4 separate regions of the Sus scrofa genome follow, and all the other regions are linked to region 1. Evidence: chromatin contacts called from public HiChIP or PLAC-seq data. All regions are on one chromosome and are shown on one strand. Each heading gives the region's core, a stretch centred on a gene start, on an enhancer-like site or on the middle of the called end of the contact. The rest is flanking DNA. Distances are from core to core; before and after follow the strand shown.

Region 1 (6,679 bases), core at 1,567-4,066:
ACTTGATCTCACCCACCCTCATACATAAAGAAGCCACCTCTGTCAAAATCCTATCTAGCAAGGAAAACATGGGCCTGAAGTTATGGTGAGAGTTCCCTCTGGGAAAGAGAAACGTATGTATCCGGAAAATACTCCCATGTGGGATTGGGGTAAATGCTGCTAGGCCTGAGGCTTCCTTTGAAGATCCTTGAGAAACAAGCTAAGGGGCTGAGTTTTGCCTCCAGAATGCCAGGCGGTGGGAGGGTTGGGGGGGGAGGGGTGCACAGTCAAAACCCTCAGTGAGTCTGGTTTCTGGCCGTGGATGGGTGTGTGTGGGGGTGTCAGTGCAGAGGACCTTTGACCCAGGCCTGCCTCCCCTTGCATAGGGCAGGTGTCTAGTCCATGGCCATAGCCCAGTGCCTAGAATTGTGCCTACTCATAGGAGGCCTTCCAATGTGTGTACTGACTGGGGAGTCTCAGAAGAGAAATGGAGAGGTGGTACCTAATTAGACTGGGCAGAATCCTAGCCAGAGGGGGAAGGGGAGGGGATGCGCTGCTGGTAAGTCAGTGTAGGGCCATTCCCATACTTACAGAGATGAATTGTGACATGTGGTGGGACTGGAGGAACATTCTGAATCATTACTTGGTCAGAACACACGTCTCTTAAATGTCATCAACACAATCTGTCTGGGATAAGAGTGATTACCTCCTGCCAAGAGGAGACCCTCTTAAGAGGAACCTGACCCTGTTGGCATAGTACCGAACCCACCACAGCAGAACCCACCGCACCATAGAGTACTGTGTAGTCTTCCCAGTGAGCGTATTGTATAGTTCCCGGTGAGAGGGAACTTCCGAGTTTTTGTTACAGATACCCAGGGCACTCAAACGACCACACCAGTTTACAGGTCACAGTAACATGGAACCCAAAATGCTCGTCTCAGTTGCTCCTTGGTGACCTGGAAGGAGTAGATTTTTCTACCCAAGCCCAAAATTAATTCGGTGAAAAATGGCTGCTCTTAATTTTGTGCGATTGACTCTCTTCCACCCATCCCTCTTCTCCAGTCCACAGGGGCCTAATGTCTGGGCTGTTCTCCCTCTACAAGCTCCCTGCTTGGGCAGCTGATTCCTCTGAACGTCCATTAAGAAATGAACTAGGAACTGTGGACTCCAGCCTGTCTCCTGGGGTCAGGGGCTTGCACTCCTTTCCGGCCTCTTTGATGTTGGTCTAGGCCAGGAGAAGAGGGGGGGGGGGAGGTGCCACGCGACAGGATGAAGGCGCAGGTGAGGGCCAAGGGCAAAGCTGGCGGGGCGGGGCAGCAGAGCACTTCCTCCCCCGGAGGCCCCGACCTTAGGTGGGTGGGGCGCGGTGGGCGGGGCCCTCGCAGCCGGTGGCGTTTGAAGCCTGCGCGACAGCCGCGGGAGAAGGGCAGCCTGCAGAAGCTGGCAGCAGGCCTGCGGAGGGAGGGGCCCCACGTTCCTTGAGCAGCGCGGCCGGCGCCCAGGCACGTAATTCTTGCGAACACAGGACGCAGTGGGCACATCACTCGCGCTGCCAGGCTAGCCACCAGCCTGGGCCAGTCCAAGCTCCAGCTGACCTGGGCTCAAGGGCAGCGCGGCTTGCGCTGATCCCCCGCCGCCCTCCTGCGGTTCCTCCTGCGGGAGCGACCTCGCCCCACACGAGACCACCGCTCTCGGGCTGGCCGCGCCGAGGGTTCAGGGCTCAGCTGGGCAGGAACCAAGGGCGGAGAGCGGCCTGAGTCTCGGGGCGCGGCCACCCATCAACCTGGTTTCAGCGGTGTGCGCCGTGGTTGTCCAGGCCCGACTCGGGGCCAGTAGACCCGCCGGGCTTAGCGGACACGCCTCCTTGCCGGGCAAACCTCGCTCTGGAGAAGAAAGGGAGAAGCGAGGCGAGCCCTGCGAGGCGCGCCCGACACAAGCGGGGCTGGAGGGACAAAGGGGTGCTCTCCCGAGCTCTCGCCACCGCGCCGAGGTTCAAGGCAGTCAAGGTACAAAAGCTCCGGCAGGAAAATACCCTGCGGGGTCCCCGCCACGGAGAGGAGGGGGAACGGCCCCGCCCAGGCCCGCCTCGGACGTCGTGCGTCAGCGTGCCCGGCTCCGGGCTCCAATTTCCGCTCCTCCTCCCGCCGGCTGAGGGGACACGCCCATCGGCACGCGCAGGCCCCAAGGCCGGGTGGGAGCCTCTGGCTGTACGGATTGGCCCGGCTGAGTACTCATGGACCAATGGCGCCGGCCCTGGTCCTTAGCCACGCCCCCTCACCAGGCGCGGGCACGCGACCGCTATCCCGCCGGTGCGCGCTCCGGGATCCCCGCCCCCTCCGCGTGCGCAGCTCCCTGCGGCCGCCGCCGCCGCCTGTAACCTGCGCCGCCAGGATGTGGCTGGGGGCTGACGTCGGGTCCAGATGTGGCCCCGGCCCCGCCCACCCCCGGGGCCGGGCCGCCCACACCGAGCCGCGGCGCGCACGGCGGCTGTCCCGCCTGCCACAATGCGCGGCGAGGCTGCGGCCACGGCTCGGGGAGGTCGTCCCTAACGTCGCCGCTCGGCATCCATAGGACAGGCCGCCACTGACGCCGCGCGGGGACCCTACTCGTCCGCGCCCCCCATGCGCTCACTCTGAGGTGCCCAGCCGGGCGGGCGCTTAGCAGACGCGGAGCAGCGCGGGTGACGGCAGAGGCGGCTGCGCGCCCAGCCCAGCCGGCGGAGAGGGCGCGCCGCGCCCCCGCCCCCCGCCCGCTCTCCGGAGGCCGTGGGTGCGGATGCGCTGCTGACGACTCGCAGCGACTAGCAGTCTCCCGCCTGCCGGCTGGAGCCCGCACCATGGCAGCCGCCGCCTATGTGGACCACTTCGCCGCCGAGTGCCTCGTGTCCATGTCGAGCCGCGCGGTCGTACACGGGCCGCGAGAGGGGCCGGAGCCGGGACCCGAGGGCGCGGCCGCTGTCGCCGCCACGCTGCCCCACGTCGAGGAGCGCCGCGACGGCAAGGACAGCGCCTCGCTCTTCGTAGTGGCGCGGATCCTGGCGGACCTTAACCAGCAAGCACCGGCACCCGTCTCGGCGGAGCGCAGAGAAGGCGCCGCCGCCAGGAAGGCGAGGACCCCCTGCCGCCTGCCGCCCGCGCCGCCACCCGCCCCCGAGCCCGCCTCCCCCGGTGCTGGAGGCGCGGCGGCCGCGCCTCTTAGCCCGGCGTGGAGCGAGCCCGAGCCCGAGCCTGAGGCGGGTCTGGAGCCCGAGCGAGAGCCGGGGCCCGCGGGGAGCGGCGAGCCCAGCCTCAGACAAAGGGGCCGGCGGGGCCGAAGTCGCGCCGACCTCGAGTCCCCCCAGAGAAAGCACAAGTGCCACTATGCGGGCTGTGAGAAAGTTTACGGGAAATCCTCGCACCTCAAGGCGCACCTGAGAACTCACACAGGTCAGTGGGGCGGCCCGGGCACTCGCGCAGACCTGGGCTAGTGCGGGTCGCCCAGACACGCCCCCGGAGCCTCCGGCTTGGGCGCGGGAGGTGGTCAGGGCCTCGCCCCTTCCCCCGCCGCTCCGGGTTGCGGTCGACCCTGAGAGCCGCGCGAGGCGGGTCCTGGCGCTGGCTGCCGGCGCCCGCCCGGCGACCGCGCCCCCGCCGGGCACGCCCCCTCCCCGGGTGCGCTCGGGCGGGGCTGCGGGGGCGAATGTCGTCATCCGGGCCGGGGTGCGCGCGGGCAGGTGCGGGCGAGCTGCGTGGGGGCAGTGGGGGCCGCGGGTGCCGCCCGGGGAGGTGGGCGGCCGCGGCGCCCGGGAGCCGGGGGGGAGGGGTGTCCTCGCCTGGCCCCTCCCTCGTCGGCTGGGCGCGCTCTCGGGAGCGGCGGGGAGGGGCCGGCTCGGGAGCGCGGTGGGCGAAGTTCACGCGGGGACAGGGCTCCCTCCAGCAGCTCGGCACATTCTTCGCTCTTCCTGTAATTTTTCCAGCGCTCTAAGGTTTAATTTGTCGAAACCAGAGCTGGTGGCGACCGACGCGGGGGGCGGTCCCGGGTTCTTGCCCGCGGCTCTTTGTGGGAACCCCGCCCATCCGGCGGCGGAGGCGCGCTGGACTCGAGGGGCTCCCGGCTGGTCGGCGCTTTCTCCTAAAAGGACCGCTCTGCCTCCAGCCTGTCGTTCTGCGCCGCCCTCCTCCCAGACCCGCTCTCACCTGCCAGGGCCGGATGCGGGCAGGCAGCACCTGCACGGGGGCGGGCGGCCGTCCGGAATCGGCGGCCTGGGTGCCGCGGACCGCCGCCCGACCCCGACCCCCACCCCCAGGCAGCATTTCCCTTAGTGCGGGCCCGGGACGTTGTCGTTAATTCCTCTGAGGTTATTTTTTTTTTTAAAACACAAAAGTAGAAACAACCTTCTAATTAATTGTTCTAATCTTTCTCTCTTAGTTTGGTTGAAAGAATCGTGTATATCCTCTGAGGTCACGCGAACTCTTGGGTGACTCTTTTTAAGTCTTACCTAATTCAGAACCCTTATACCGTTACTTTGTTATCAAAGGATTAGGTTTCTCATTTGTAAAATAATCCACAAGCTAATTAAATAACCGATTTACAAAACGCAGTCTTCAAAAACCTAGAGCTGAAAGGCTCTTTTCTCCCTGTAAATTTAGAACTCAGGCGGCCCAGGGTTTGCAAGCGTCAAGAACTGGATCCCACGAACTTTCCTCTCCGAGGCTTTCCTTTCCTCCCCGAATTTCTGGTCCCACGCTGTGGCCGCCTCAAACCACGTGGCAGGGTCGCGGGTGAAGGTGGGGCCTTTTCTGTGCTTTCTGAGTCAGAATTAGGGGTGTGTGGACTCAGGAGGTGGTGGGGACGTTACTGCAAGAGTGGGTGTGGTTGTGGGGGAGGGGCCAAGCTAGCTTCCCAGCCTGGTGGACCCTGAGTCCCGGGAAGGGCCAGCGTTTGGGGCGTGGCTGCGGTTGAGTGCTGCTTGAGGGACGTGGCCGGTATGGGGCTGGGAACTTGATTAGAAAACCCTTTTTCAGCTTGTTTTTACTGTGGCCTCCCATACCGCAGCACCCGGTACCAGGTTCTTGAATTGCAAAGGGACTGCCCCAGGGGCGGGGCTCCCCCGCGCCTTCGCCTGAGGGTGCCTTCCCGATTGGCCACCCCCCACTACCAGCCCTGGTTCAGGCTCCTTGTGCCCTTCGCGGCACAAGGCAGGGGTGATAGTTGGGGCAGGAACGCTGGGAAACCATGCCTCGCAGTGGGTTGGAAGCCAGCCTCTCTGTGATGCCTAGGAAACCCGAGGCAGCCAAAAGAGGGTGGAATCCATACTCCGCCTGGAGTGTGACATGCCTGTCGTTAAAGCAGGGAGTTGGCCCGTCCTCCAGGTGTGCAGAAACTCCAGCTGCCGGAGCAGTTGTAGATCTCCAAGTCAGGAGTGATCAGGGTTCCTTTGGGGCCCTTGGGAATGCAGATTTCCAGGTCCCAGCGGCTGACTGTAGTTTAATGGTGCCCTAGGTGAATCCTATTATGAACCAAGACCTATTTCTGGCCTAGAGCATCTCCTGGAAGCCCATTTGCAACCTGATTCAGGTGTGCAGAGCATAAGTAAGTGGGGTTTATAAAGGAGGCAGAGACAGCTCACAGAAGGGAGAAGCTAAGCCAGCTGGCTGCAGGGGGTGACTCAAAAGGCTGCCTGGGAAGACCCATGTGGCAGATCTTCACTTGTGGGTTCCCAGAGTGTTTGGGTGGGGGTGGGGGGTTCTTTGCAGGCAGTGGCTCAGGTCATGGCAGGTCTTTCACTCCATTGGGGACTCCCCCCATAGACATTTCATGGCAGACCATGAATACCAAAACTCCTTTAACCAAGGAGGCAGTTGGCAGCTTGCTCTGCCTAGCTATGTGACCAGGGACCAGTCCCTAGGTGTCAGTAATGCTTGGTGAGATCTCCTTTCACTACCTGGAAGCCCTGAGGGAAACAATGTGAAAATCCATTGGGTGGTCCTAGGGTCAACTTTGACTCTGATCTCCCACCGCTGACCAACTGCATGGGGAGAGCTGCCTGTCCTCATTACCCTTGTGTCAGTGTGATCCCTGACTCACATCCCCCAGTAATCATCCTGGGGACTGATTTCCCTCTGTCACATTTAGGTAGTTGTTGATGTCACAACAAACGCATGATAAATAAAACAAAGCCGCAAAGTTGAGCCACTTGTTATTTGGTTGATCATAATGTCCTACCACAGGCCCTGGGAGGTTTGCTAAGACTCCCTTTGGGGACTACCTAGACTAGGAGCAGATTTTCTTGGAGGCTGAAGGGCTTTGAAATTTGATTTGAAAATTCAAGGACTTGGAAAGATGTGGATCCCTCTGGGGGTAGACCCACCCCTGAGCTGGCCAGGACCCATGTCCAGAGGTTCCTGCCTGTTGTCTTTGGTGGTGGGGCTTGGTGAGCCCCTAATGGGCCCAGTCTTTCTTGGCAGACATGGCCCGCATACATTCCTGTTTATTCTCACAAATAATTGTTTTCAGAATGTCTCTGTGCTGTTTTCCCTCCAGCGTCAGTAGCCAAGACATCTCCTTGCACCCTGCTTGGGTTGGACCCATCTCAGCAGCTCTGGGGGCCCTACCGGAAATGTGGACTCCATGCTGGGCACAGCCCCTCCCTGCTGTAGCTCTGGAGTTCCTGTAGTCCTGCATTTCCTGGTCACCTGGCCCTGTTTGGGGTGGAGGTGGA
Region 2 (6,709 bases), core at 2,660-5,159, 330 kb before region 1:
GAAACACTTGGCACAAAAAAAGTCTTCCTCTCATCCCTAAATATGAAAGTGGGTCTCATGGCTATGGGAGCAGTTCAAGCAAGTGATCTGAGGCGTTCTTTCATTCTGTCATTCACGCAACCAACATCTCCCTGCACCCCACTAGATATCAGGGCCACAAAGCTGAATCAGGTACAATCTTTAACCAAAAGGAGTCCACGAACCAGGCAAGTTAGAAATTACTAACATACACACGATCTAAATTAAACTGCTCATCAGTTTTTCTGTTTCCTTTGTTTAATAAAAGATGAAGGTCATTTTATTTTTTGGCCACCTCTCAGCATGTGGAGTTCAAGGGCCAGGGATCAGATACGAACCCAGCAGTTGCAACTTATGCTGCAGCTGCGGCAACACCAGACCCTTAATCCACTGTGCGGGGCTGAAGATCAAACCTGAGTCCCAGGGTTCACCAAGACACCACCCATCCCGTTGAGCCACAGCGGGAAGGCCAATGAATGTCATTTTAAATCCGGCCTCCTTAAGTTCCACCAGAGTACTCAGCAAGCACACACAAATAAACAAGTGATTTTGTGTTCAAATTTTCATCTGCTTATTGAATTAAAAGTTCAAACTTTGGGCAACTGAAGTAGGATATCCTTGAAGCTGAGGCATCGTGCCAAAGTGTAACATCCAGTACTATATCTCTGAACAATTGCTTCCTTGTTTCTTAAGCCCGTGTAAAGCCACAGGTGACTTGGCCAAATTTTCTCTTGGTTTCTGACTATAACGAAGGCCAGAACTCTATTATTAAGCCCTCTTAGTAAAAGCCCTGACCGAGCCCACATCTTCAGATTACCAATGCTTCAGTTACTTTCCACATCGTCCCCAGATTATATAGGGAGAGAGGAGTAGGGCTGCAGGCCAAAAAAGGAGCAAGAGGTTCCAGTAGTGGTCAGAGAAATGACCTGAGAGGTGAAGCAGGGCACAGAGACCATGACCTGATGACCAGACAGAAAGAACATGGAAGAGCGTGGGAAGGCCAGGATGAAAAGGAAAGGACAGAAGGGGTGGGGAGGGAGGGCAAAAGACACACTAATTTAGGATTGACTCAATGGTCTATGAGGAATAGGCTGGTGCAAAGAAAATGCTGGGTGCCAAAGCCATCATGTATGCATACATGGAGCCAATGAAGAAAAGCTAACATGGGTCAGAAGATCCAGACTTAGCTGTGATTCCTTTCTTTTTTGGCCAAACTTGTCACATGCTGAAGTTCCTGGGCCAGGGACTGAACCTGAGCCACAGCAGTGACAACGCAGAATTCTTAAGTGCTAGGCCACCAGGGAACTCCAGCTTCAATTTCAAAGATAAGTAACCACTTACATTAAGAAATGGGTTTACATCTTCCCAAGAAAACTCTGACTTTTTAACAGAAAAGTAAGGTCTTAGTTAATTCTATAGAACAGATACTCCTACAATGTAAAGTTCCTTGAGCTTACTGATATTTAGTAACATTATTCACAAGCACATCTTAAATGTAAAAGTTAATTTTTAAAAATGAAGCACTCTCAGTTGTAGCTAAGACCATGTGGTTTAGTAGTGTCAAACAGTAATACTGGAAGGGGGATCAAAGCTTAAGAACAGGGCCTCTTCAGACAAAGTAAAAGGAGCCAAAGTTCAGGAGCTCACAGGCACCATTCAGAACAAATACTGTTTGCCACAGCTGACTCTCAAATGCCTGGAGTGACTAAGACCAAAACAGAGCACACACAGGGAGCAAAGGTTACTAATTCTATTGTCCACTTGAGGAAAAGTACAAAGGATTATTTAGTACACACTGTTTGGCTAAAAAGCATTAACAAAATAAAGGGAAAATATTTATAACTAACTAGCCATACTAAAGTTTAGAACAATCTTAAGTCAGCATCTATAACACGGAACCATAGGTTGATGTTTTTGTTTGTTCCTACTCAATATTAAAAATTTTAAAGGACAAAATTTAAAGTGTTTATATTTGTTCCATTACTACCTATCTAATCATTTTACCAGATTTAGCATTAAGTAATGACTGAGATTTTTACATGTTGACAGTAGACACACAAGCTGGTATTTGGTTATATTTCAGGTTTAAATCAAGTTTTTCTAAGTATCTGGCTACTTTCCCCAATAAGCATATTAAACAAGTTACTTTTCTTAAACATATACTTGTCATGTAATTCAAAATACCAATCAAATAAATATCTTACATGCTTTAAAATGAAACTCCTATTTACCATCAATTCCTACATCTACCTCTAAGGTCAATTTTGTTAAACCAGTGCTTCTCCACAGGGAGAAAATTTTGCCCCTAAAATAAAAGGGTTTGGCAATGTCTGGAGACATTCTGCTTCTCATAAGTGGGAGGTAAAGGAGGGGATGCTACTGGCATCTATTGGGTAGAGACCAAGGATGCTTCTAAACATCTTGCAATGCACAGGACATCCTTCCAACAAAGAATTGTCAAGCCCAAAATGTCTATAGTGTCTCTGCTGGGAAACCCCATTCTAAATTGAAACAAGAAGATCTGCAAACACAGCTGACACCTTCAAAAAACAATTGCCAAGTAAGTAATTCAAAGGTCACTAAGCTCTATCACTGGTATAGAGACCCAAACATAATAAAAGTTGCTTTTCATACTGTTAAAATGATGATCTATTAACCATTCCTGCATGAATTTGCAGACAGTTCTTTCACTACCTAAGCAATTAATGATAGCTTTCAAAAAGCACATTTCAGGAGACAAAAGAGGAAATAAGAGTGATATTCTTGACAGTTTTCTATGATGCGTCAATTTTCAAGGGCAAATACCCATTTAACACTACTTTTTGTTGCTGTTGTTTACATCTTACCAACTTTTTCCCTCCCTCCTCAGTCTTAGATTTTTAACTTGCTAAACTTTAAAGTAAATGAGGAAAGTTAACCACATGGTACTAGCTGATAGAAGAGTCTTAGACCAAAACACACCACTAAATTATCTATTAGAACCCTCATGTTTACCTGGCAAAAGAACTGGCTCCAGTTTTTTAATCTTCGGTTCCGAATTAATCTTATCGTCAGTCTGAAATACATTAGCAAAATAAATCAAAATCAAATCTTTTTTTCCCTGTGAGAGACTAAAGCAAATTTAGTTTTCTAAGTGATGATACATATCCCCCCCTTAAATTCTTTCACATTTTCACCCAGCTCTTTTAAAGAAAGGTCTGCTCATAATGGAATTGAGAGTCTGAGCATAAAAACACTCTAAGCGCCTAAGCCGCTTCCAGGTGTTCACTTTTAAGACAGGTGCGTGACTTCTTCCACTAAGTGCCCACAGGCGATGTAATCAGCTGGCGGTCACAGCAGGGACTGTCGCCAAGCAAAGGGCTAAATAAATCCGGCTCCGGTTGCTCCGTCGCTCCCGGGGGTCTTGGGGGGAGGGAATGGCTGCGGCGGAGTTCTGCAAGTTTCCAAGGAGCCAGTGGGGCTCCCAGGAAGGCGCGCTTCCCCGAGCCAAGGTCGGGCAGCCGCGCAACTGGGGACAGAGGACGGGGAACCGGGGTGGGGTCGGGGGACAGGGCAACCTCCGGGCTCCCCCGCTCCCCGGCGGGCCCGCGGCTCCCCGGAAGCGCGAGGAGAAGGTCCCGGGGGAGAGGGATATTTACCTGGGGGGGCGGCAGGAGGTAGGACCTGAAGGTGGGTCTGGGCGGCTTGAGCGAGAACATGGTGCCGCCACCGGCTTCGCTCCGCCGGGCCGGGTCGCGGCCCGGGACCCGCCTCCCGACGCCCGCGGGCTGCGAGCTCCCAGTGCGGCCGCCCTGGCACGGTCTGCGGCCAGCCGGGCCGGGAGGGCTGACGGGCGGAGACTCGGCGGAGCGCCCGCCCGAGCGGGGAGGAGCCGGGGCCCATCCCCGGAAGGGGCCCGGCGCCCCGCCCCACCCCGCCCGGCGAGAGGCACGCGCAGGGCCGGCGGCCGGCCGCTCCCGACCTCTAGGCCGCGCCGGCGCCGGAACGCGAGGCCTACGCAGAGTGCCTTTGCCCAGCCCTCAGCTAGGGTGCCGGGGGGAGCGGGGCCCGGGAGCCATCTTGAGAACCCCGCTTGGGCGGGGTAGGGGCGCACCTACGGCGGCCGGCAGGGTCCTCGGCGGCCGGCGAGAACCTACGGCGGCTGGCAGGGGTCATGGCGGCCTGCGGGGTCACGGCGGTAGCTGGAGGCTCCCTTTGATAGCTACTGCGCCGCAGTTCCGCTCTTCCTGAGACAGCACCTTCCACTGCTGGTCTCTAGTCACCGTGCTCACGCGGGGATTGTTGTTTTCAGTCTTTGGGAGGAGCTGGGGTGGGGGTGAGGGACAGAGGACTCTGGAGCCCCAGGCTTAGCGGGTCACGCTGTCTGCGCCCAGCGGATGAGGGACGGGCCCCGGGAAAGTGGCCCAGGACAGCTGACAGTGACCGGGATCAAACGGTCAGCTCGGTCCCTTCAAGGTCCCACACCAGGGAAGACTTTCTTCCTTCACCTGGTCTGTTTGTTTTAGCGTGAAGCTTTGTGACTGAGATGTCTTGCTGCTCAATTCCGTGGGGTGCTGAGGCTGGCGTGGGCATGGGCGCTGTTGACACAGGACGATGTCAGCAACCCGGACAGCTCAGTTTATTTTAACTCCTAGCCTCGTTGTTAAACTTAAGTGTGAACAGATATTAAGAAAGTCGCCTTCCTGTTTTTTCTTGCCTATCCTCACATGCAAAGGTACAGCAAGTAGATAAATAATTAAAAGCTCAGCAAGAATGAGTCCTTAGCGGTGTGAAGGGCTTCCTTAGGCTATGGCCTGAATATTCTGGCCATTAATTGCAGAGAGCAGAAGAATTTCTGCACATCAAGCACGGGCCATTTCTGAACTCTTTAACAGAATTCCGAACTGAAGCAGCCTTTGGTGGAAGGGGGTTAGTGATGTTACCTTCTTGTAAATCTTAGTTGAGACTAGATTCTTCTCACACTTTGAAGAATAAATCCCTAATCCAACGTTTTATAAAAAATGTCACCAGGAAGCTCCAATGTGGCCATATGAATCATACTGACAAATGTTAATGGAAACACTAAAAAAACTTAAGTGTTTAAGATTCACAAGTTACTTTTTCTTGGGTCCTGGATCCAGAACTCCACTGATCTTTCTGGTTAACTTGAGTAACATATGATTCCATTTTTCTCAGGAACCACAATTGTACTTTAAAATGTTAAGCCCAGTGAGTTATAGGTGTAAAGGTACTATTGTCCACACATGTTTAAAACCTTTTAATGAGTAGTCTGTGATCTCACTACATTAAATGGATTTAAAGAAAACAAACTCATAGAAAAGGAGATCAGTTTTGTGGTTACCAGAGTGGGGGGCCGGCGGGGGGATTGGAGAAAGATGGTCAAAATGTACAAACTTCCAGTTACAAGGTAAATAAGTCCTAGGATGTAATGTACAGCATGGTGAGTATAGTTAACACTACTGTGTGATATACAGGGAAATTGTTAAGAGTAAATCCTAAGTGTCTTCATCACAAGGGAAACTTTCTTTCTCTTTGTATCTGTATGAGATAGTGGATGCCAACTAAACTTGTGATAATCATTCGGCAGTATGTGCAAGTCAGACCTTTATACTGTATGCCCTAAGCTTATAAAGTGATGTATGTCAGAGTTCCCGTCATGGCCCAGTGGAAATGAATCCTACTAGGAACCATGAGGTTACGGGTTTGATCCCTGGCCTCGATCGGTGGGTTAAGGATCTGGCACTGTGGTGAGCCGTGGTGTAGGTCGCAGACGCATCTTGGATCCTGCATTCCTGTGGCTGTGGGTAGGCTGGCAGCTGTAGCTCTGATTGGACCCCTAGCCTGGGAACCTCCATATTCCATAGATGTGGCCCTAAAAAGCGAAAATAAATAAATAAATAAAATTAATCTCTAAAAAAATAAAGTGATGTATGTCAATTATATCCCAATAAAACTGGAAAAAGTAGGATTTTTTTCCCCCATAAATACTCATCAGGGAATATGTGGATCTTGATTTATACTAAATGGCTTAGTGTGATTTGGGTTTTGCCAGACAGGTTTTCTTAGTATTACAACTCTAATAAGTGGCCATACAATTGCAATATGGAAAAACTCTGATTTCCAGATTTGTTATGACCTACCCTAAGTTTTAGGACATTTCCAGGTATCTAATTGTATTAGTCTGCTTGGGGTTGCCATGATATATCACAAACCAAGTGGCTTAAACAACAAAAATTTATTTTTCACAGTATTGGAGGCTAGGAAGTTCAAGATCAAGATGTAGGCAAGATGGAATTCTGCTGAGAGCTCTCTGCCTGGCTTGCACACAGTGGAGAGACCTGGGAGTAAAGTGCCTCACTTTGGTGTCTCTTCTCACAGAGCATTAATCCTGTTGGATTAGGATCCCATCCCTTATGGCCTCATTTAACTTTAAGTAAAGGCTTTGTCTCCAAATATAGTCACCTTGGGGGTCACGGCTTCAGTGTATGACTTTTGGGAGAACACAGTGCTGTTCCTAGCACTGGTCTTATAGCTTCTTCTCAGTGCTTGATGCTCAGTAAGTTTGGAATAGCTGACTATCTCTTATGGCTCTAATGTCATGGTTTTGATCTATTTTTCTGACTGTTTCCATTACTGGTTCTTCCTTCTTGAGGGATAGTGACATTCCCTACAGATCATTTCCTTTTCCTTG
Region 3 (6,566 bases), core at 3,456-5,955, 450 kb before region 1:
ATAATTTATAAAGTTTACCCATTTGAAGTATATATGCTGTTTTTTTTATATTTGCAAACTTCACATAATCTAACTTTAGAACATGTAGTAGGTTTTTAAAGTCTGAATGTTTGCACATCTTATTTGAGGAGCCATAATATACTGAGAAAGTCATTTATCACAAGTGCCTTCAAGTTAATTTGGTGAGAAGTCCATTTGTCTTCAGTATTCAACCAGAGGATTTCATGGCACCATACATGTTAATGTCATCCTGTTTGATCAGGAATAATTTTTTATTCATCACAATTAGTAAACAGACATTTCTGTTATCCCACTTACATATGACTCCTTAATAAATCGCTCTTCACAGTCATGTAACTTGTCCACTCTTGTCTTTAACATGTTCAATTTCCATTTTCCAACCTAATTTCTGATGAAGCTGATCCTTTGCAACCCAAATTTGAATGTATTGTGTTTGTTTAATCCGATCTATCTTTCTGAGCTTCTCCTGTTTTTCTGTTAGTTTCATGGTCCTTAAAAGTAGGGTCAGAACATAAAATTACCATTTGATTCAGCAATCCCTCCTTTGGGTATATATCCAAAAGAACTGAAAGCAAGAATTTAAAGATATTTATATACCCAATTCCTACACATATATAGCAAAAAGGTAGAAATAAAGCAAGTGTCCATCAAAGGATGAAAAGACAACAAAATGTGGTATACACACCCACTGGAATATTATCCAACCTTAAAAAGAAATGAAATTCTGACACATGGTACAACATGGATGAACCCTGAAGACATTATGCCAAAGGAAAAAAGCCAGTCACAAAAGAACATGTATTATATAATTTCACCCATAAGTAACACAGACAGGAGTTCCTGTTATGGCTCAATGGTTAACGAATCTGAGTAGGAACCATGAGATTGTGGGTTCGATACCTGGCCTTGCTCAGTGGGTTGGGGATGTGGGGTTGCCGTGAGCTGTGGTGGAGGCGGAAGATGAAGCTCGGATTCTATGTTGCTGTGGCTGTGGCATAGGCCGGTGGCTACAGCTCCGATTTGAGCCCTAGCCTGGGAACCTCCATAAGCCATGGGTGTGGCCCTAAAAAAGACAAAAAAAAAAAAAAAAAAAGGAGACCCAGAGGGAAGTCAAACTCCTACTGAGAAAGTAGAATAGCGGCTATCAGGGGCCAGGAGTAGGAAACCAAGGGAGAGTTATTGTTGAATGGGTACAGAGGTTCAATTTGGAATGATGAGAAAGTTCTGGAGATGGATGATGGTGATGGTTGCACAATGTTAATGTATTTAATGTCACTGAACTATGCACCTAAATATGGTAAAAATAGTGTACTTTATGTTATGTATATTTAACTACAATAAAAGAAAAAGTGGGGTCATCTAAGGGTGAAGCCTTTAAAAGAGGCTGAAAGAGGATGAATCAAAGCCAGCCTTTGGAATACATTATTTTCATGTTATTTTTCCTTTAGGCAAAGATGTCCAAAAATGTGTATATAAACTACAAAAGAAATGCTATCTTTATTTGTATTCAGTTCTTGCAATAAATATATGATTTGGAAGTTATATTCCATTCCCCTTAATTTCCCATCAACTATTGGATAAAAAAATGTTTCTAAAGACATGCATATAAAAATGCCTCTTCTCTAATATTCAAATTATTATTTATATGTTCACTTTCAGATTTTGTGGATGAGTATCACATGAGGCAGTGTGTGAAGTTCCCATGTGGTGCAGTGGGTTAAGGGTCCAGAGTTGCCACAGTTGTATTGTAGGTCACAGCTGAGGCTTGGATTGGATCCCTGGCCCAGGAACTTCCATGTGCTGTGGGTGTGGCCAAAAAAAAAAAGGCAGTGTGTGTGGTGCTAGAGTGCTTCAGTTCAAATCTTGACCCTACCATTTGTTATATAACTTGGGCTGGTTACTTACCTTTTCTGTGCTTTTGTTTCTCATATAGGTAGATATACCTTCCTCATAATATTGTCATGAAACTTAAATGAATATTACACATTAAAGGTTTAGAAAAGTGTCTGGTACAAAGTACATTATAAATCCCAAGGGTTATCATTTATTGGCACTTTCAGAAAGGTTACATCAAAACCTTGCTTATAAATATAAGCATCTCTGACTTCTAATGCATTTTACATTTTTAAAGGAAAAAGCTGATTATGCACCTACCCTATATACAGCACTGCACTAATGTACAGCACAGTACTGCACTCTTACTCAACAACTAAAGACTGCTTGTATTTGGAAGATATTTTGGCACACAGTGTTTTCATATTCACTGTTTCATGTCATCAATCCACAACTTACTTTTTATGACAAAGAGACCACTCTCCTTTCACTCTTGAAAATTCAACAAATAGGCTTTGATTTTAGAACACCTTTGATGGTATCTCAGTATTTAGTGACTACTGACATCCTCATGGAATGATGCTGCTGGAAGCTATTATACGCATTGTATTATTTTCTCTTTTTGACGCAGGAATACTGATTTACAATTTTTCCAAGTTAAAACTAGTTGCTTATAGTAACCCTCTAGTTCACTCACACTGCTCATGACTGTTGTTTAACTTGGGAACTCTTTTCAATATCTTATAAAAGCAAAAACTGTATTTAGAACAATTTTGCCTTTCAGGAACCCACAAGTTGCTTATTACCCCCAAAGCAGAAATGGCCCAGTCTCTGGGCCTTCTCCATACTGTTGGGATCTTTCATCAGTGGAGGACAAATCCCATAGCATTAACATCTTGCTGACTTGACCTCACTTTCCCAATAAAGATACACAGATTTATTTCATCCTTAGAGTCATGCAACACTACTACTTGGCTAGTCTTGCCTAAGCAAACTGTGATTCCAAAATCTGAAGGAGGAGCATATCATGTGGTAGCCCAGCTCTGCCTCTGAGTCTTAATGCCCATAAATTAGAGATAACAGTAAGAGTTTAGGAAGGACTTCAATATTTTTCCCATTTAGAGAGGAGAGAAAAAAAGCCCTGATTAGCCTTCTTCCAGGTTACACTAAGTAGCAAAGCTGAGCCTCAGGCCCAGGTCTGTCTAACAACAATGTTGATATCAAGCCATTATGTTAAATCTTCTCATTCCTCTGACAGTCTCTACCATGCTTTCATTCTCAAACGTTAAGATCTCTAGTGTATGTTCTATGAGCAACACCTATTTTTCTGAAATAGCTTTCCAAGTGATAAGAGATAACAGTTTTAGGAGTTCTCTTGCAAAGGGCTTTTGCAATAAATGGTAGGTGAACTATGATTTTGAGCTGTATTTTACCAAGGAAAGGAAAGAGGGGCCGGAAGGGCATGTTATTATCAAAACTTGAATATCACCTGTTAATCAGAGATTCATTTTAACAAGTTGTGCTCAGCCTGTTATAATATTTTTCATATATAAATATACATGTATCTCTCACGACTTTAACCTGATACAGTGCTGATACAGCTAAAACTATTATGGTGTACTGTGATCAACGAAGATTTGTTGAGTTTGAGATGGGACTTCAAAGGACCATGAGATGGGACTTCAAAGGACCACGAATGCTGTTACGTTTCAATAAGTGTAATAGAGAGCACTTTCTAGGAGGGAAATCTAACTTTACTGAAGGCTCATCTTCTGGAACCCTTTCTGAAAGTGCTAAACTGAAGGATTTATCACAAATGTTCAGCAGTTTTTTGTTTGTTTGTTTGTTTGTTTTTTTGTCTTTTGGTTGTTGTTGCTGCTATTTCTTGGGCCGCTCCCACGGCATATGGAGGTTCCCAGGCTAGGGGCTGAATCGGAGCTGTAGCCACCGGCCTACGCCAGAGCCACAGCAACGCGGGATCCGCGTCTGCAACCTACACCACAGCTCATGGCAACGCCGGATCGTCAACCCACTGAGCAAGGGCAGGGACCGAACCCGCAACCTCATGGTTCCTAGTCGGATTCGTTAACCACTGCGCCGCAACGGGAACTCCATGTTCAGCAGTTTTTAACAGACATCACCACTCGGCACTTCCTTCCTAACGGGGTTTCGGATTAAGGGAAAAAGTTGCCCCTTGATGGAGGAAGGCTATAAAAAGAGAAAGGAGAAAATAAATGGACAGGGTGTAGAAAATTTGAAGGTTTTGTTTATAATGGCGGTGTCGAGAACTCCAAATCCGCCTAACTTTACTCTCTTTTTATACAAGATAAATACATATATATGGGTATGTGGGAAAAAACACTCCTTTTGTATTCATATCCTTTATACAACTGACCTTCCATCGTTCTCAGCAGGATACTGGCCATGCCTAGAGTTCAACCTGCGTTTTGTAGAGGACTTGTCCTTCCTGGCTTCTCCCCCGTCGGAGCTCACTGTCCCTCTGCCATTTACTGTATCTACTTCAGTCTCAGCCTGGCCTTGCCTAGACCAGGTTCCCTCTCCTCCAGGCGACACGTGAGAAGCACTGGCGGAGAGACGCAAAAGTGCAAGGAATTCCCGCTGCTAACTAGGCGTTCCCGGAAGGCTCGGTCTATAGATGCTGACAGCGGCCAAGGACACAGCCTTAGCCAAGGGCAGAGCGCAGCACACCCAGGTGCACTAGCCACCAGCGGTCTCCGAGTACTCTGGCCTCGTGTCCAGCGCACCCACCCCTCGGAGAGCCCCGAACCCAGAGTATTCACCTGCAGCGCTCGCGCCAGTCACCCTCAAGAGGCGCGCCATCTTGGGAAGCGTACCACTCACTTCCGAGCCGTGAGGAGCGAGGGACGGGACAACCCGGCGGGAGACCTGGAGAGCACACAGAGGAGCCCGGTAGGCGAGGCTAGGGGCGTGGCGAGAGCCGCTGCCTTTTAGTGGGTGATGGAAGCCGGCCCTCTCTTTTACAACACAGTGTATTGAAATCACTGAGTGCCTCTAAAGCAAAAACTCGAAAGGAGGACGCGTCACCTAGGGGTCCTTCAGGGAATGCAAAACAGTTTGGAGGGAGTTAATTGAGCTGACCAACGGCGATTTTCGGTTCCCCGCGCCCCCGCTCAAGGCCGGTAAAAGTTCTCAGGCTGCCGTTTGCTCTGATCACGGATCGGTCCGGAACCTGAGCGTGGCGGAACCTTTGCCTCCGAGCTGCAGTTGCGTGGGGCGTGTCTTCGTGGCCTGGTTTCCGGTTGGCGTTCTTCTTTCTCATGCGGCGCTGTGGGTGGTGTGGCAGTCGGCCATGGCCCCGCGCGTCTGGCGTCGGCAGACCCTGGAGCGGTGCTTGAGAGAGGTTGGTAAAGCCACTGACCAGCCGGAGCGCTTCCTCACGTAAGTACTCCGAGCCTGGGCTCTGTGTGCGTCTCGGGACTCGCGTGGGTTCCGGCTGCAGGCCCCCGGCAAGTTCCGGAGTAGGGAGAAGGTAAAGGGAAAGGGAGATCTCTTACCCTCACATTTCAGATTGTTTGCGCTCCTCTGGCCCGTCGATGCTTTTTAGATTGTTAAAAGCTGTATTGTGCGGCCCTCCCGGTCTTGTGATGTTTTGAAGTAGACACAGACACGCACGCACTAGGTAGGTTACTGTTTTCACCCATGTGCTCTCAAAGCACCCGGTGCTTAACTTACTCATCATCGGACTTGTCGCGTATCTCTCCATCCCCACGACTGAGCTTCTTGAGAATTAGGATTGTCTTCTGTCTCCCTTCCCAGCACGAGCACTTTGTATTTTGTTCAAAGACTATGAGAAGACGTAAGAAATTATGGCTTTCAAGTTTATATTTCAAACCCGACCTCTCCCTTGAGCTCCAGAGTCACAGCAACTACAGCCATTGACTCTCAGCATCTCGTATTTAATATGCCCGAAATGAACTGCTCATCCTGTGTGCTCCCTGTACTCTGTCCTGCCTGAGAGCCTTTCCCCGTGCTCACCGTCTGCCTTCCCTACCACGGTAATGGCACCTCTGTCTTTACAGTCCTTCAGACACATAACTAAGCTAGTTCCTGGATGTCTTTTTTTTTCTTCTTCTCACTTCTACGTCTAGTTCATTAGCAAATCATAGCAGTTCCATCTCCCAGTGATACTCTGAATTTGACGGTTTCTCACCGTATCCACAGCTCTAATCCCAGCACAAGAGTTCGTATGTGCCTCAGCAGATTAAGGATCCAGTGTTGTCACTGCTGTGACACTGGCACAGGTTCAGCCCCTGGCTTGAGAACTTCACATTTCATGGGTGCAGCCAAAAAAAAAAAAAAAAAAAAAGATTCCAGCACAGTTTTGCATCCTTCACCTGGATACCTGGATGGCTGCATCAACCTCCTAGTCACCCTGCTTGCATTCCTTTCCTCCACAGACCATCTTTCCAAAGCATAAATTAAATCACTTTGCTTATAAACCTCTGATAGTTTCTTTTCACTTTTTTATTTTCTAGAGCTGTACCCACAGCATATGGAAGTTCCCAGGCAAGGGGTGGAATTGAAGTTATAGCCACTGGACTACTCCAGAGCCACGCCAGATCCAAGCTGAGTCTTCGAACAATAGCACAGCTCACAGCAAGGCTGGATCCTCAACCCACTGGTCGAGGCCAGGGATCAAACCCGTGTCCTCATGGTTGCTAGTCGGATTT
Region 4 (6,836 bases), core at 1,028-3,527, 420 kb before region 1:
TTGTTTTTCTCCATCTTCCTCCAACAGAATGTATTCTCCATGAAGGCAGAATTTTTCCCCATTTCTCTTTCTGTTCACGGCCATATCTTCAGTGTCCAGAACATGGTACAAGGGAAGCACTCAATACATATTTGTCAGTGAGGTCCCTGTTCATACCCTTTTCTCTTTGGTTTGTTTATTCATTCATGGATTCATCTGACACATATTCATGGAGTAATCATACAGTGCTGACCACTGCTGAAGGCAGTGGTAGAGGAAAGCTCTCAGGGGATTCTGCCTCAGAAAACTTCCATCTGGATCACTCATTGGGTGCTGGAACCAGCTGGTATTGCAAGCAGCTCTTTGTAGGAAACTGCCCTACGCAGGAAGCCCCATTCCTTGTTACTCTAGCAAAGCCACATTGAAATTAACTTAAAAAATTTTTTATTATAATTGGTTTACAATGTTCTGTCAATTTCTACTGTGCAGCAAAGTGACCCAGTCATACACACATATATATTCTTTTTCTCACATTATCTTCTGTCATGTTCCCTCACAAGTGATTATATATATAGTTCCCTGTGTTATACAGCAAAATCTCATTGCTTATTTACTCCAAATGCAATATGCATCTACTAACCCCAAACTCCTAGTCCATCCCACTCCTGCCCCCTTCTCCTTGGCGATCACAAGTCTGCTTTCCATGTCCATGAGTTTGTTTCTTTTTTCTGTAGATAGATTCATTGTTTTTTGTTTTTTTTTAAATCCTTTTTTTTTCTTTGTCATTTTAGGGCCACACTTGCAGCATATGGAAGGTCTCAGGCTAGGGGGCATATTGGAGCTGTAGCTGCTAGCCTATACCCCTGCCACAGCAATGCCAGATCCCAGCCCAGTCTGGGACCTAGACCACAGGTCACTGCAGCGCTGGTTCCTTAACCAACTGAGCAGGGCCAGAGCTTAAACCCAAGTCCTCGCGCATACTAGTCAGATTCATTAACGCTGAGCCACGATGAACCCAGTAACTAACTTTTAACCAGGCACCAGTATGCTCTACTTATCTCCAGCCCAAGCACACTATTCAATTCTTTTAATCACACAATACTTTGCCTAACTTGTTCAGTAGATCTAAGAAGTAGAAACAAAGTGTAACAACAGATGGCCAGATCTCTTCCCTAGCATCCCCTTCAGTAATCTCTGGAAAACAACCTGTATGAACAAGATAGCATCTAGAGAAAGACCAAAGTAAGTGACATTCCTGCTCTCAGTGAGGAATGTCAAGGACTCTTGACTCCCCCATCTCTGTGATTACTGAGATCACTTTCTTTTTTCCCTTTAAAAGCTTTTGCGGCAGAGCAGAATATTGGGAGGTGGTTTTGGGGAGACACTGAGTCCACTATCTCCCCAGATTGTTGGCATTCTGATTCAAGGTAACTTTCCTTTCTAGTGACATTTGTGAGTATAATTTTGTAAGCACCTGGACCCCCATTTGTTAACATTGTTGGTGCTCAAGGGCTGACTGATAAACTTACAGTAATTTTTCAGTTGTTAAATATAGCCATTACTTTAAATTATACCTCATTATATTAAATTAAGCTATATTAAAACAAAGAAAAACTATATTAAAACAAACTAAACTAAATGGAAAACAAAAGTAAGAAATATCCAAATTCACCACTCCCTAATTACCTGACTACATTTTATTATTCCCTTTTTTTAATTTTTATTTTTAATTGAAGTATAGTTGATTTACAGTGTTTCAGGTGTACAGCAAAGTGTTGTACATATATATGTATTCTTTTTCCTATTCTTTTCCATTATAGGTTATTTCAAAATATTGAATATAGTTCCCTGTGCCTTACGGCAGGGAACAGCATCTCTGCGAACAGCGTTGCTGTTTATCTATTTCTTTGTTCTTGAGGCATCTATTGCATTAGGCAGAGAATAGCATCTCTACTAACAGCGAATCTGTGAACAGCATCTCTGCATCTCAGAGAACAGCTGGCAGATGTCCAGCACTTGCTGAGTCTTCCTTCTTTCTGGCTAAGTAGAGTTCACACCTGTATCTCCTCCCAGGATGCCCCTTCCCTAGACATAGAATGTTCTCCGACCAGCAACCCGCTCACGTTCCAGGCGCCGGGCTCCTCCAGGTGCGAAGAGTCTCATAGACTCTCGGCCAGCTCAGCCTGCCTGGAGGGCAGGATGCCTTTAAGAGGAGAGGGAGGAACGATCGATCACTCGAGCCTCTGCTGGCCGAGTCTGTGGCGGCCGAGCCGCGGGGAGCAGCTGGGAATGCCTGGCGCGTGGAGCGGGTTGGAGGCGCGGGGCAGCTGAGCTGGTGTTATCCGCGCCTCGGGGTGCCCGGACTGCCGGAGGGACAAAGGGGAGGGGGCACAGGGGAGGGAGACAAGAGAGGGGAAAGAAGGAGGGAGAGAGGGAAGGAGCAAGGGGTGAAAGACGGACTGGCGGGCAGTGGAACCCCCGGTGCGCCTCCCAGGTGCGCGGGCGGGCGGTGCTCAGCCCCAGCCTCATGTTCGGGGGCGGGGCTACGGTGGGGCCTTCAAGTGTGTGGCGGAGGCTTGCGACTTGGAGCTTTTCTTCTTGCAGGCCTGTGCTGCCCGAATGGGTAGGCGTTATCTGTCCCAGAAAAAGTTAACAATGCAGTGGTTTTAGAAAAGGAACTGGCATAGTCAGATGTGCCTTTTTAAAAAAAGCGGTTATTTTTAAATTTTAGGAATGTTAGAGCTGGAGTTCCCATCCTGGCGCAGCGGAAACGAATCCGATTAGGAATCATAAGGTTGCTGGTTAGATGCTGGTTAGATCCCTGGCCTTGCTCAATGGATTAAGGATCCGGCGTTGCCACGAGCTGTGCTCGCTGACACAGCTCATATCTGGCGTTGCTGTGGCTATGGCTAGGCCAGCAGCTGTAGCTGCAGTTGGACCCCTAGCCTGGGAACTTAAATATGCCGTGGGCGCGGCCCTTTTAAAAAGCGGAAAAAAAAAAAAAAAAAAAAAAAAAAAAGAACTGGAGTGCCTTTGTAGCGCAGCGGGGTCCAGCGTTGTCACTGCTGCAGCTCAGGTTGCTGCTGTGGCCTGAGTTCCATCCTTGGCTGGGAAACTTCCCTATACCGAGGGCGCGGCCAAAAGCAAAAAACTTATCCCCACAAAGTCCAACGCCATCATTTTATGGTAAGGGACACACTGAGGTGATATGGACATCTGATAGGAGGGTCTTCTGGCCCGGAGTCCACGGTTTTTCCTCATACCAAGTTTGCCATTGCACGTTTTAGAGTTTTTGTTTCCGGTTTTTAGTTGAATTCACAAAAATGTTGTTAACCCGCATGTTTTTATTTTGTAGGAAGAAGAAATTGACTAAATGAATAACATGAAGTCCAGTAGAATCCCACTTTTTATGATTTCAAGTCAGGAAAGTAAGAGTAAACCATTGTTCTTCCCCAGTGATATGCTGTATTTTACTCCTGGAAACACCCAGCTTCTCTAATACTCATGATGTCAGTGGGGAAATCTGCCAAAAAAAGACCTTGTAGAAGTTTATCAATAAGCAAAACTAAAAAAAATGAGTCTAACTCTATTATTTCATTTTTTAACAATGTACCGCCTGCCAAACTTGCCTGCCCTGTTTGTAGTAAAATGGTGCCAAGATATGACCTAAACAGGCACCTTGATGAAATGTGTGCTGACAATGGTGACATCACTCCAGGGGACCCAGGGCACATTGGCTTAGCAAGTTCAAATGTGTCCACAGTAGATGTAACCAATACTGCTTTAGAAGATGTAATGCCAGAGAAGTCATCACCATCAAAGATGAATTTAACCCCTGGCCAAAGTGACTCAGCAAAAACGGGCATGAAAAAGAAGACCAGCCCCTACTTTAAGAATAATGATGACTTGGTGGGCAGAAATCAAGATGAACTGAGACATCTTAATGTAAAAGTCATCTCTCTGGGAAGCCTGTCATCTAAATTGTCCCGAAGATACATAAAGGCTAAAAGATCAATAGGTAAGAGTGAGGGACTTGCCAATCAGAGTCCCCAGAGTTCCTCATCCTCAGTGGTTAAGAGCCTGGTTGAAAACCATTCAGAGATTGAGGACCAGGGTCAACTTTTGGAGAATAGTTCTCAAAAGGAAAACATGTTTACCTATGATTCTCTTGAGGAACCACATACTCCTGAAGGCACTAAAGTAATGGAAATTGAAGACCAAAAGCCTACCGAGGAATGCAGATCAAGCCTCACCCTTGCATTTTCAGATAACACTCCTGTGTTAATTTCACCAGATTTAACTCTTGGGAATGCATTAAAGTCTACTTTAGAGGACGGCCTTTCAAAGCCAGAGAGTATCAAAGGAGTAGATGGTAAAGGTGTTGCGAAATGTGGGGCAGGTGATTGTGAAGAGGTGAAAATGACTCTTGTTTCAGAAGCTAAAACACAGATGTCACATTGGGAGGCAAAATCTCCTAGCTCTAAGCACGATGCTTCTAATTGGAGTAACATTCAAGCACTTCCTCTGGAAGACGACAGCAGCTCAAAGAATGAAGTCACACACAGAATTCCTTTGGAGCAGGGGTTAAGCTGCGATGTTTCTAGTGTAACATGTCCAGTACCCTTGGATTATCCTTACTACCTTCGGAATTTCCTCATGGTGCTGAAAGCCGTGTTTGAGAATGAAGATGATGGGATGCTCTTTGATGAACATGAGAAGGGAATTGTGACTACATTTCATCAATTATCAGGTATCTTAAGCCTCTCTGCTTTAGGGGATTGGTTTCCCATTTGCCATACTGATTTGGACTGGGATGTGATGGGCAGTAATCTAATGACCACAAGGAGTCAGTGTAGTTTGAAGGTCCTAGCTGTCGTCATGGGAATCAACCAGCTACAAAGTTCCACAGGAGAAGGATATGCCTGTGAAAGGGACAAGATTTGTGCCTGGTGATGCTGGTTCCTTTACAAGCTGTACTTTGATTATAATGGAAGCAGCTGTTGCTGTTTGTCCTTTTTTTGTATATTTGATGGTTGTAAAACAACCTTTCCCTGATAGATTGGGGGAAAAATGCACTGTGACTAAGGAAGGTGTACTGTGCATTTATTTTGGGCATGTAATCAAGTTTACTGTTAGTTGTTTTTATCATTTTCCAACACCATTTCCTCAAAAATGAAAATAACAAAATACGGGGAAAAAAACCCCCAAGATGTATTGAAGCGTATTTTTTCCTCCAACAATATTTTAGTTGCCTGGACTCTGCCTTTTAAAATCAGGCTGTGCTGAAAATGGAAACTTTTTTTTTTTTTTTTCCTTTTCTTCATTTTTGGCCACCCTGCGGCATAAGGCGCTCCCGTGCCAGGGATCAGAGTTGCGACTTAAGCCTCAGCTGCAGCAATGCTGGAGCCTTTAACCCACTCTGCCGGGCTGGGGAACAAACTTGTGTCCCAGCGCTCCCAAGGTGCTGGTGATCTTTTTGAGCCACAGTGGGAGCTCCAGGAAATGGAAACTTTCAAGCTAAATTGGTACATTGTTTTTTTGGTCTTTTGGGTTTGTTTTTTCTTTTTGTTTTCTTTTGTAAATTGATATGTTAAAAAATATGCCTTAGTTCCTTGGCCCAGGGCAGTGGCTATAAGCTGATAGCACTGGTTTAGAGTAAGAGCTCCCCTGTTGGCTCCTCATGCAAAGGTTCTTGATGGCTCTGAGTCCCTCCCCCAGTAAGAAAAGCTCACTTGGGGCCCTCCTGACCTCTAGTAATAGGAGCAGTTCTGACTCCTCAGTAGAGTTAAAAAAAAAAAATCCTGTTTTTTTTTTTCTTTTTTCTTTTTAGGGCCACACTTGTGGCATATGGAAGTTCCCAGGCTAGAGGTTGAATCAGCTACAGCTGCTGGCCTATGCCAAGACCATGACAACACCAGATCCTTAATCCACTGACTGAGCCCAGGGATGGGACCCACATGCTCACAGATACTAGTCGGTTTGTAACCTGCTGAGCCACAATGGGAAGTCCCTGAATTTTTTTTATTTTGTCTTCTTTGTCTTTTTAGGGCTGCACCCGCGGCATATGGAGGTTCCCAGGCTAGGGGTCTAATCAGAGCTATAGCTGCTGGCCTATGCCACAGCCACAGCAACGCCAGATCCGAGCTGTATCTTAGACCTACACCTCAGCGCACGGCAATGTTGGATCCTTAACCCACTGAGCGAGGCCAGGGATAGAACACGCAACCTCTGGTTCCTAGACAGATTTGTTTCTGCTGCGCCATGGGAGGAATTCCTGAATTTTTTTTTAATATGTTAAAAATAATGTTCTAGTGAAGAGTTTTTGTTTTACACTCATCAGAGGAAATATGGCTCTGTTTGTGTTACTTTTAAACACATGGGTGACACTGTGCACAGTTTTATGAAGTGTCCATACAGTGTCCATCTCTACTTGGCCTCCCCTGGACACAGGCGTGAATGACACTCCATTGACTTTCATGTCCTGGGTGGTCATAGATCTTTGTTTGGGTGCTGGTTGCACTCTTGTAAGCATTTGCTTTAATAGTTGGTGGCACTTTGCTTCTGTTTGAGTGAGAAATATGAACAGTTTCCTGGCATAAGTTCTGCAGATTGTTGTGGGTTGCTCTCCATGCAGAATCGTTTACAGTGTCTATGTATGAAAATAACTACTGCAAATTGATTTGCCTCTTTAAAGAAAAAGGGAAGTAAATGTTGAAGTTTTAAAAAGTAAAAATATTCTGGAGTTCCCTGGTGGTGCAGTGGGTTAAGGATCTAGTGTTGCCACAGCTGGGAGCTTCCATATGCCTTGGGTGTGGCCATTTAAAAAAAAGAAAAGAGGAGTGCCCATGGTGGCTCAG

The links. HiChIP or PLAC-seq counts read pairs in DNA pulled down with a chosen protein or histone mark.
Region 2: an H3K27ac HiChIP or PLAC-seq map of alveolar macrophages shows a contact between it and region 1. The contact joins the promoter of MTMR10 here to the promoter of KLF13 in region 1. A contact is called at or near these places in 2 of 5 promoter capture datasets (fetal liver and liver), 5 of 47 Hi-C or Micro-C datasets (embryonic fibroblasts, heart right ventricle, liver and 1 more) and 2 of 2 datasets of contacts at active chromatin or transcription factors (alveolar macrophages and skeletal muscle).
Region 3: a contact with region 1 is called in an H3K27ac HiChIP or PLAC-seq map of alveolar macrophages. The contact joins the promoter of MCEE here to the promoter of KLF13 in region 1. A contact is called at or near these places in 1 of 5 promoter capture datasets (liver), 1 of 47 Hi-C or Micro-C datasets (embryonic fibroblasts) and 1 of 2 datasets of contacts at active chromatin or transcription factors (alveolar macrophages).
Region 4: a contact with region 1 is called in an H3K27ac HiChIP or PLAC-seq map of alveolar macrophages. The contact joins the promoter of FAN1 here to the promoter of KLF13 in region 1. A contact is called at or near these places in 1 of 47 Hi-C or Micro-C datasets (embryonic fibroblasts) and 2 of 2 datasets of contacts at active chromatin or transcription factors (alveolar macrophages and skeletal muscle).

The regions. Positions count from the first base shown.
Region 1 is chr1:143,536,370-143,543,048 of Sscrofa11.1, reverse strand. It overlaps KLF13 (Kruppel like factor 13), which reads left to right and starts at 2,816. Exons shown (of 2, transcript NM_001011505.1): 1 at 2,816-3,404. The coding sequence starts at 2,816.
Region 2 is chr1:143,864,946-143,871,654 of Sscrofa11.1, reverse strand. MTMR10 (myotubularin-related protein 10) reads right to left here and starts at 3,909. Exons shown (of 16, transcript XM_003121665.4): 1 at 3,657-3,909; 2 at 3,013-3,073. The coding sequence starts at 3,716.
Region 3 is chr1:143,991,853-143,998,418 of Sscrofa11.1, reverse strand. It overlaps MCEE (methylmalonyl-CoA epimerase), which reads right to left and starts at 4,705. Exons shown (of 3, transcript NM_001097471.2): 1 at 4,656-4,705. The coding sequence starts at 4,695. MPHOSPH10 (U3 small nucleolar ribonucleoprotein protein MPP10) reads left to right here and starts at 4,383. Exons shown (of 11, transcript XM_021098803.1): 1 at 4,383-5,274. The coding sequence starts at 5,186.
Region 4 is chr1:143,957,098-143,963,933 of Sscrofa11.1, reverse strand. FAN1 (fanconi-associated nuclease 1) reads left to right here and starts at 2,277. Exons shown (of 14, transcript XM_021098761.1): 1 at 2,277-2,473; 2 at 3,335-4,729. The coding sequence starts at 3,484.